Regions from separate parts of the Mus musculus genome. Here region 2 is linked to region 1. The links are chromatin contacts, called in public Hi-C maps. All regions are on one chromosome and are shown on one strand. Each heading gives the region's core, a stretch centred on a gene start, on an enhancer-like site or on the middle of the called end of the contact. The rest is flanking DNA. Distances are from core to core; before and after follow the strand shown. Region 1 has its middle 85 kb from the start of Arhgap28. Region 2 has its middle 23 kb from the start of Gm36312.

What was found. A called contact is a pair of places that touch in the nucleus more often than the background predicts.
Region 2: a Hi-C map of muscle stem cells shows a contact between it and region 1, with 1.9 times the contacts expected there. The contact joins two enhancer-like sites. A contact is called at or near these places in 1 of 39 promoter capture datasets (the 3T3-L1 cell line), 1 of 15 datasets of contacts at CTCF or cohesin (the NIH/3T3 cell line), 14 of 484 Hi-C or Micro-C datasets (the 3T3-L1 cell line, the Ba/F3 cell line, the C2C12 cell line and 8 more) and 3 of 115 datasets of contacts at active chromatin or transcription factors (embryonic fibroblasts, embryonic stem cells and heart atrium).

The regions. Positions count from the first base shown.
Region 1 is chr17:68,087,257-68,091,334 of GRCm38.p6, forward strand. No RefSeq gene overlaps it. Among named protein-coding and RNA genes, the nearest start is that of Arhgap28, 85 kb to the left of the region's middle. Within about 2 kb of position 1,890, at least 20 of the 459 cell types and tissues checked have an H3K27ac peak or open chromatin away from gene starts, as enhancers often do. A contact at or near this core is called in adipose-derived mesenchymal stem cells and muscle stem cells, where this site is marked.
Region 2 is chr17:68,163,101-68,167,178 of GRCm38.p6, forward strand. No RefSeq gene overlaps it. Among named protein-coding and RNA genes, the nearest start is that of Gm36312, 23 kb to the right of the region's middle. Within about 2 kb of position 2,206, at least 107 of the 459 cell types and tissues checked have an H3K27ac peak or open chromatin away from gene starts, as enhancers often do. A contact at or near this core is called in adipose-derived mesenchymal stem cells and muscle stem cells, where this site is marked.

The sequences.
Region 1 (4,078 bases), core at 640-3,139:
GGGTGGAGATTCAGAGAAAGTGGGGTTTTGTAGCCCAGAGTGTGAGGGGAACCATTTGTTTGGCCAGTGTCCAAACAATGACACAAAGAGAAGGAAATGAAAACCATATTTCGTGCCAGGCTGTGGTCTGATTAGTGGGCACCAGGGTCTTGTGTCCTAGGACTAAGGACTGCCCCCAGGGATATGTGGTTAGAAACAGAGACCCTGTGTTATGGAATAGAACTCCTGAGAGTGAGGGTGACTTAGTGGGCTGAGAAGAGGAACCCCAACCATGGAGGTTCAGAGGGAGGAACCTCTTCATAGCACCAATCTCTGGAGATAGCCTCTCCTTGTCTTGTGATATGAAGCCCAGATGACTCAAGGCTTCCAGTCTTAGTTTGTAAAATGGCAGCTCTTGAACATCGATCTTGGTGGCTTAGTCTTGAGTCCCTTCTCTCCTTCCATATTTTACTTGAAAATGACATGATATGACAAAAAAAAAAATGGGGCTTGAGGAGTCTGACATTTGAACCTTGTCTTCCTCTCATTTGGTGATGATGGTGCTCCCGTCTATGCGGAAGGGCTTGAGGAGGGCTGAGTGAGACAGACGTATCTGCTGTGTTGGCCATGTTAGAGTGTCGCTTTGGCTGGGTGTGGTGCCTGCAATCCCCACGCTCCAGAGGCTGAGGCAGCAGGATTCCATGAGCTCTAGGCCATCTTAGATAACCAAGGGCATCCATGTACCCCAAACCAAAACAAAGCATTTCTCCTGGTTTTCCTTTGAAGGGAAGATGTAAATACTTCTACCACAAAACTAGAGATGAGGTGACACCAGTGGAAATGGAGTTTTAGTGTAGTGGTGGATGAAATTGTGGAGGGCACTTCAGAGTTGTGGATAGAAGAGATACATATTTTTTAGAGGTATGTTAGCCTGAACATAACTAGACTTTGTGCCTAAACTGATCTCATATGTGTGGTAGGGAAGGCAGTCTTAGTGCAGGGACTGACATCCATGGGCACTCAGCACACAACTCCAGCCATCTTGCAACCCAATACAGAGAGATGTCGGGAGAATGAAAACCAGGGTGGATGTAGAAGACGTAGAGTGAGCTGAGCATTTCTTGTGCCTGGAAAGTGAGAGAAAAGACTGTTTTTTGTTTGTTTGTTTGTTTGTTTTAAAATTAAATCTCACACTCTTCTGTTCTCTTGCCCTGGAAGCTTACTCTACAAACAGAAAGATGTTTGGTTCCTTAGAGATTCCTGTTACTTAGATGCTAAATAATGAAATCTTTATATACCTGTCTGGAAAGAGAACCATCCTGTCCCTTGGTGGATGTATGTTTACGAACAGCAAAAACATGTTTGCTGAGCATGGCAGGAAGAGAGAGACTGCTGTGGTGGCAGACATGGCCATGGTCATACCTCCTGAGAAGAGTGGAGTGGTCTAAGTTACTCATTAGAATTTGGAGACTACCCCAGATTTAAGTAATAAAGAGTTGAGGTTCAAATTCAAACTAGTTTAATAAGATCCACATGGAAGCCAAGTCACAAAGCCAAAAGGAGATTTTAAAGATGCAAACATATATCCCAAAGCCATCTGCTAGCTTCTTGAAAGCTGCTGCTCCCAAACGCCGTAGCTGAAGTTCTGTCAGTTCAACCTTCACTTCCATTGCTCTATTTTATTCTAGAAATACTCTCTGGGCCAATGCTAACCAACAGGCTCTGTCTTCCACATAAATGGAAAACTTGAAAGAGAATTGCGAGCCATTTCCTTTATCCCCTCAGGCTAAACAAACAAGCAGATGAAGCCTAAAGTTTGCAGAAGAGTCTCTGAAGGAACCCTGGCATCCTTGTATTCGCTCATATACAGATGCAAAGTGACTGGAGTTCAGTCCCTACTCTAGCCCTTTAAGTGCCCTGGTAAGTGGCAGAGAGGAGAATCTGGCCTCTTTGCCAATGATGGCTACTTTAGCAGAGAGCCTTTGTGGGAGTCCTTTGATTGGGAATGGCTTGACTTAGGATGAATTTTGTTTTAAGATAATTATGTTCAATTTATCTTTCTTCTTTCTTCCTTGCTCCCTCCTACTTCACTAAAGGGAAAACTAATTCATTTGGACTTTTTTCTTTTTTTATGCCAGCCTCTGCCCACTTATGCAAATGGGTCTCTCTTTAGTTTTTTTTTTTTCTCCTTTTTCTAAATTTTCTCAAAGAAGCATGAAGTATATCTTGCTGAGAGGAAAAAAAGAACTTTCTTTATGAAATGGCTCCAAGAATCTGACACTTTTTGCTCCAAGTTTCGAAAGTATGTTTCAGACTCTTAGGACAATTTCCCACATCACCTCAGCCATGCCTTGGAGAGCCTGGAACATCTATCTTTGCTTGAACAGCAGATCTGAAATGTCAACTACAGTTAATTCCATCTTACGTAAAGGATTTTAACTTAATATAGAGTCTTTCAAATCCTTACATCTTCCATCGAAGACCGTGGCTCTCCTTTGGCTGGCTCTAGGTAGATAGGCATCTTTCCTTAAGCTCACCATGCCCTTATTGACCTTCAGGGAGTCTTCAACTTCTGCCTTCTGTTGCAGAAATGTGGAAGTCACTGGAACGTCTTTTGCTTGTTAACATTTTCTGCTAGTGTGTACTGATGACACATGGAAATCTAATATACTATCATCAACAGACCAAATATACTGTCACCAACAAACCAAATATGCCATCACTAATAGAGTAATAGACCACACCAAAAACCACCAACAGGCAACAGGCCAAATGTGTCATTGACCACAGACAGAATACACCATGTCAACAGACTTTTACAGTATGAGAAATATTGTGACTCAAGCTGAGGGCTTCAATTTTTAAAAGGAGCCCAAATTCCTGCATCCTTCTAGAATGACATCATTTCTTCCAACTTCTAATTAGCTCCCTTTGTCTTGACTAGCCATGGGAGGACAATCCCCATTCACACATCATGAAGGTAAAGGAATAGCAAGATTGGAAGAGGTGAGAATAAAACATGGCAGAAAACCAAATCTCCAAGAGAGAGGATGACCAGTGTGGGGGAGGGGGACATGCCAATGCTCCGTTAATTAAATGACCATTCCTTATCATGATGTTCATTTTTTGGTCTGAGGACCAAAGAGGCTGGGATAGAGACAACAGGAGGTACTAACTGAGTAATTCTACTACTCCCAGCACTTCTGAGGGAGCACACAGAAATTCCACAGGATCTGAACAGGTAACATCATTGTGGGTAGCATTGATCAGCACATTGCTTATCTTTCTCAGTAGTCTAATGGCAGTTGGAAAGGCACAGTCTCTGACCTCTGAACTCCCTGATCTGAATTCTCCACCTGAGTACTGTGTTACTTGCTTGGTGTGAAACCTCTAGGAGAGGGATGCTTAGATTAAAAAGTATCAGTTTTCATCAGAAACATGGGTGGATGAGTGTGGTGGGAAGAGACATTGTAACTTGAAGCTCAAGAAGTTTTTGTAGAGCCCCAGGCCACCTTGGGCCCCAACTCTGCAGACAGTCCCACGGTCCCCAGAGGACTCTCTACCCCCCCCCCCCCCCCAGGCACCCTAGCACACCCAGGATCATAGAATCACTGGTGAGTGGAATACAACATCTGTTCCAACAGAAGTTGGGGTGCCTGGGACCAGCTGGAGCACAGACACAGGAACCCCGCCTGACCAGTGGCTCAGGTTTCTTCTGGTCAGCACCAGCACTGGGCCATCTTGGGCCTGAACTCAGCAGACAGGCCCATGGTCCCCAGAGGAGGTACCACTTCCAGGCACTCTAACACACTCAGGATCTTAGGATCCTGGGATTCCAGAATCCCAAGATCCCAGGAGCTTGGTCACACCAGGATCTCAGGGTCTCAGAGGAAGCTTGACTGTCAAGAACTCTGACACACCCAGAATCTCAGTAAAACAGGATCCCAGAATCACAGGGTAACAAAGAAAGCTGGACTCTGAGAAGTTCTGACTCAACTGGGATTAAAGGAAGGACGGGCTTCACTCAGATATATTGAGGGCAGGGAGCACATGAGATAATCAGATGGTGGGAGGCAAGCATAAGAACATAAGCTACAGA
Region 2 (4,078 bases), core at 956-3,455, 76 kb after region 1:
AAGTATATCAATACAGTTAGTGTCTGACCATGTTTAATGACTTCAAGGAAGATTGCATTCCGAAAACTGTGCAGAATTATGTGGAAGGAAGTCACATGCTTATTGATATGGAAGCAACATTTAACATGTAAAGGCCTTATTTCTTTAAAAAAAAGGACATAGATGTGTATATAATACATAGATATTTATTTAATATTCAGAGGTAATATGACATTTTAAACTGCTTAAAAGCAATTCAGAGAGTGGGGAAGGACTGAGGGGGCCATACAGAAGAAAGACTCTTGCTTATGAGCTGGTGAAGATCAAAGCCAGATGAGCACACCGCTTTACCTTGTCTACTAGTCATCAGACCCAGAATTTTCCATAACAAAAAACTGTATATCATAACAAACACATGTTAAGCAAAGCACCCTGGAGGAAAAGAGCAGCAACAGTCAACTAAAAGATAACTCTGCCATAGGAAAACACTATCGCTTTTCAGTTGAGAGATTTTCAAAGGGATAGACCACATGGCGAACAGAATTCATCCAACAAAGACAATGGAACTGTTGTTTGTGTTAGCCGTGAGTCTGTTGGCTGAGCTTTAGAAAAAGTCATTTAGAAAAATTCTATCCAAGTAACTGGAGAGTTGAATATGCCAAAAATTGTGACAAATTATGAAGCTGGACTTAAACCAAGTAACACATGCCTGGCTGATACATAATCTCCACTGTGGCCAAACGCATGCTGGAAAATTAACCTAGTCACTCACATGGATAACAGATGTGACAGCTTGGGTTATATTTTTGCAGTCAGACATTGAAAAACATTTATTCATACAGTTTCCTTTGAAATTGATGGGAAAAAACACAAAAGAACTTACAAATGAACCCCTGGCTCAAATGGATTCTTAGAGTCAGAGGAAGCTATTGCATTTCTGAAGATACAAGGAATTTATTGATTCCTTCCTCAGCCTGCAGACCTCCTCCTAAATGACCCTTAGGATTCCTTGAAGCTTACAAAGCAAAAACCTCAAAATAGACCTCCCCAGATCCCTGAGGGTTAGCAAACCAACCCTCCCTTAATCATGCTTCCATAGGATCAAATAATGCCTTGGGGGGTGGGGGTGGGGCAGGGTATTGATTTACCAGTTACAAGAAAAAATAACTTACTTTTATACACATAGTTACTTGGAAACCCATTAAGTGACACCATGAACAACAGTGACATCTCAGATGAAATGGCAGTAGGCCTTCATACTTGCTGGGGGTGGGTGGGGGTGGGTGTCAAACTATGGAAATCATCGCACCAGATACTTGATATACAGTTACTAGCATGCAAGCTTAGGCCGGTTCTCCATCCCATCTGTGGGACTCCAACAGGGGTAGGACTCCAGGTCGGGACAGGCCAGGTGACAAAGTGAAGTCCCTGCTACTTCTCTTTTTAAATTGCTCACCATAGACTTTCTTATAGTCAGCTAGACTTTGACTCCTCCCAGGTGGACAAAATGTCTTCACTCTTTCCATGACCAGGAAGTAGGATCAACTTAGAAGTCTCCCTTCCCTCAAACCCCTCAGAGTTCTTGAAGGAGCACATACAAAATACAATTATCAAAATGCTTTTCCAGAAGGTGTGCTGTGACAATGGAGATGCCTTCAGAGAGTAGTAGCCCTGCCTCTTGGATTCTGGGGATGAGTAACTTTTACTGGGACGTGAACTGTGGAGAGGCAGGAAGTCCAAGGGCAGAGGCGCCCAGCTGACTTAGATGTGACTCTCAGCCAAAGGAGCAAAGGGAGAAGAGACAGCCTAAAGCCAGGATTGTCTTGCTGAGGAGCTAGGCTTATTCCCAGGCTCAGGGGAGTCATTGGGACTTCACTAAGGGAACCCCCTGGTCTCTTTGTGGTTCCATCACTTGACTGACATCTGATTGGCTGACATTCACTGACTGACTGAATTCATCTGCTCTCATTAGCTGCCTACCCATAGGACTGATTTCTTATTAATGTTTTCCCATGGCACTGAGGGCAAGGAGCCCTTATGCTATGACTTTTGATGAAAACAACCCAGCTGGAATTGCTTTTAACTTAACCCACTACATATAGATGGCTGTTTATTAACCTGCATGTGCAAAAGCACAGGAGAAACCCGCCTCCCAATTATCCTCAGCCTCACTCACTGTATGAGCTCTGCCTCCAGCCCCTTCAAATGCTTAGGCTCGGTTTCCTTCTCTGAGTCACACGTAATGAAGTGTTTGCTGAAAGAGTCCACGTAGCTCCCAGATGTGTCTCACTCTGAAAATATCTTAACTGGTATGCCAGAATTTTCCAACATAAAGCTAAAAGCTCCACGTTTATCTAATATCTTCAAAGAGAGTATTGTACACTTAGCTATAAGCTTCCTGGAGATTACAGTGAAAGAAGAAAACAAAACAAAACAGGAGAAAGTGTGGCTTCTGACCCTGAGGATTGGCAGTCTAGGAGAAGCTGCATAGTCACAGGGAAATGATAGGAAGCGCGCTGCCAAGGAGGAGAAACTTGAACATGACATCATCAGGACAGCCTCCCCCTCACTGCTCTTCAGTGTCACGTCGGTAATTATCTTTCCTGGAACGAAGGCCATGCATGGGGCCTTCGTGCTTTGAAGATAATGTTCACCAGGAAGGAAAATTTTTAAACATCATCTTCCAATTCTGAGCTCCCGGTATCCGCTCACACAGAAGCCTCTTTCCATACCGAGAGCTCCCGTGCTTGAGTGCAGAAATCACTTAGCTTTTCTCCTGCTTTTTTTGTGAAGCTCTTTTGCCAGGTGTGAGCTCTGAAAGCAAAATCAGACAGTGAAAGCCACTGCATGAAAGGAAATCGGAGCAAACAGCTACCTCCTCCCAGCATTTCTTCACTTGTGCGTTCATACTAACAAGCACAGCATAGGACCATGGAGAACCAACCAACTGACAGTTGGGACCCATGGGGGGGGGGTCACATCCGAAATTATAATCTTCCCCAAACTTTGAACATCAAGGACCATTCTTATTCAATGGGAGGAAATACTTGATCAGATTTTTTTTTTTGCGTAGTTTGCTTATTTTATTTTACTATGAGCCCATCCTTGAGCACAAATAAATAACTCATGCTTTATCATTAAAAAGTTTGAAAAAAATCCTGAAAACTCAGGAAAATTCTATACAAGTCACTATTAAGTCCCTTCTACCTACAAGAGGCTCCTCAGAGAACCATTCCCTGGCCACTGTGCCCTATAGAGGAGGGCAAGCTTCTGATGCTTTGGCAGAGAAGGCAGGGAAACTGAGGTCTGGCACAGAAAGTTCCCCGAGATCCGGGAACTAATTAGAAATACAACCGTCAGGCTTGTGGGATTCTATAACACAAGGTGGCTTCCTCAGAGGCTTGCCTGCTGCTTTCTGCTCATGCGGCCTTCAGCATCCCCATAGAACCCTGGCCTGGAAGGTGAGCAATGGCTTCCATGATCCTTCAAGGCCAAGGAGGAGACAGGTATAGTGCACCCAGGAAGACTCCACTTCTCTCATCCATTCTTTTGACAACATCTCACCAGATCTGCATTTTTCTGCCAGTTCACTGCCACCTAGTGGTTATGTTAATGTCTGTTTTGCATAAAACATTAGGAAGACATAACCCATTTCTAATAGGATGGAAATTGTGAATTTAGATAGAAAGAAAATTTCATTAAAAAACAAAAACAAAAGAAAACCCCTTACCTAAATAAATATGGGTATAGTAAGATACACTTGTCCACCCCGTCCCCATTCTTCAGGTGGAAGTGCAGCGAGATGGATGGCTTAGCTCAAGCCTTGCATATCCTCTAGCCACAAAACTGCCACCAAAGATGAAGCAACAGCACCCTGTGAATTGTTTAGGGAAAGAAAAACTTCCTTTGAAAAGTTTTCACCAGCCTTTCTACAGCAATAGACAGGGATGGTCTTTGGCCTAATTATATCTGCAATGCAAATTGCTGAGTGCAATATACATTCTCTTTATGAAATTCAAAAGTCATTCATGTCCTCATTTAGATACATTCCTCTCCAGGCTAGAGACGTCTCATTCATCTTTGGAATCCTTGACAGTAA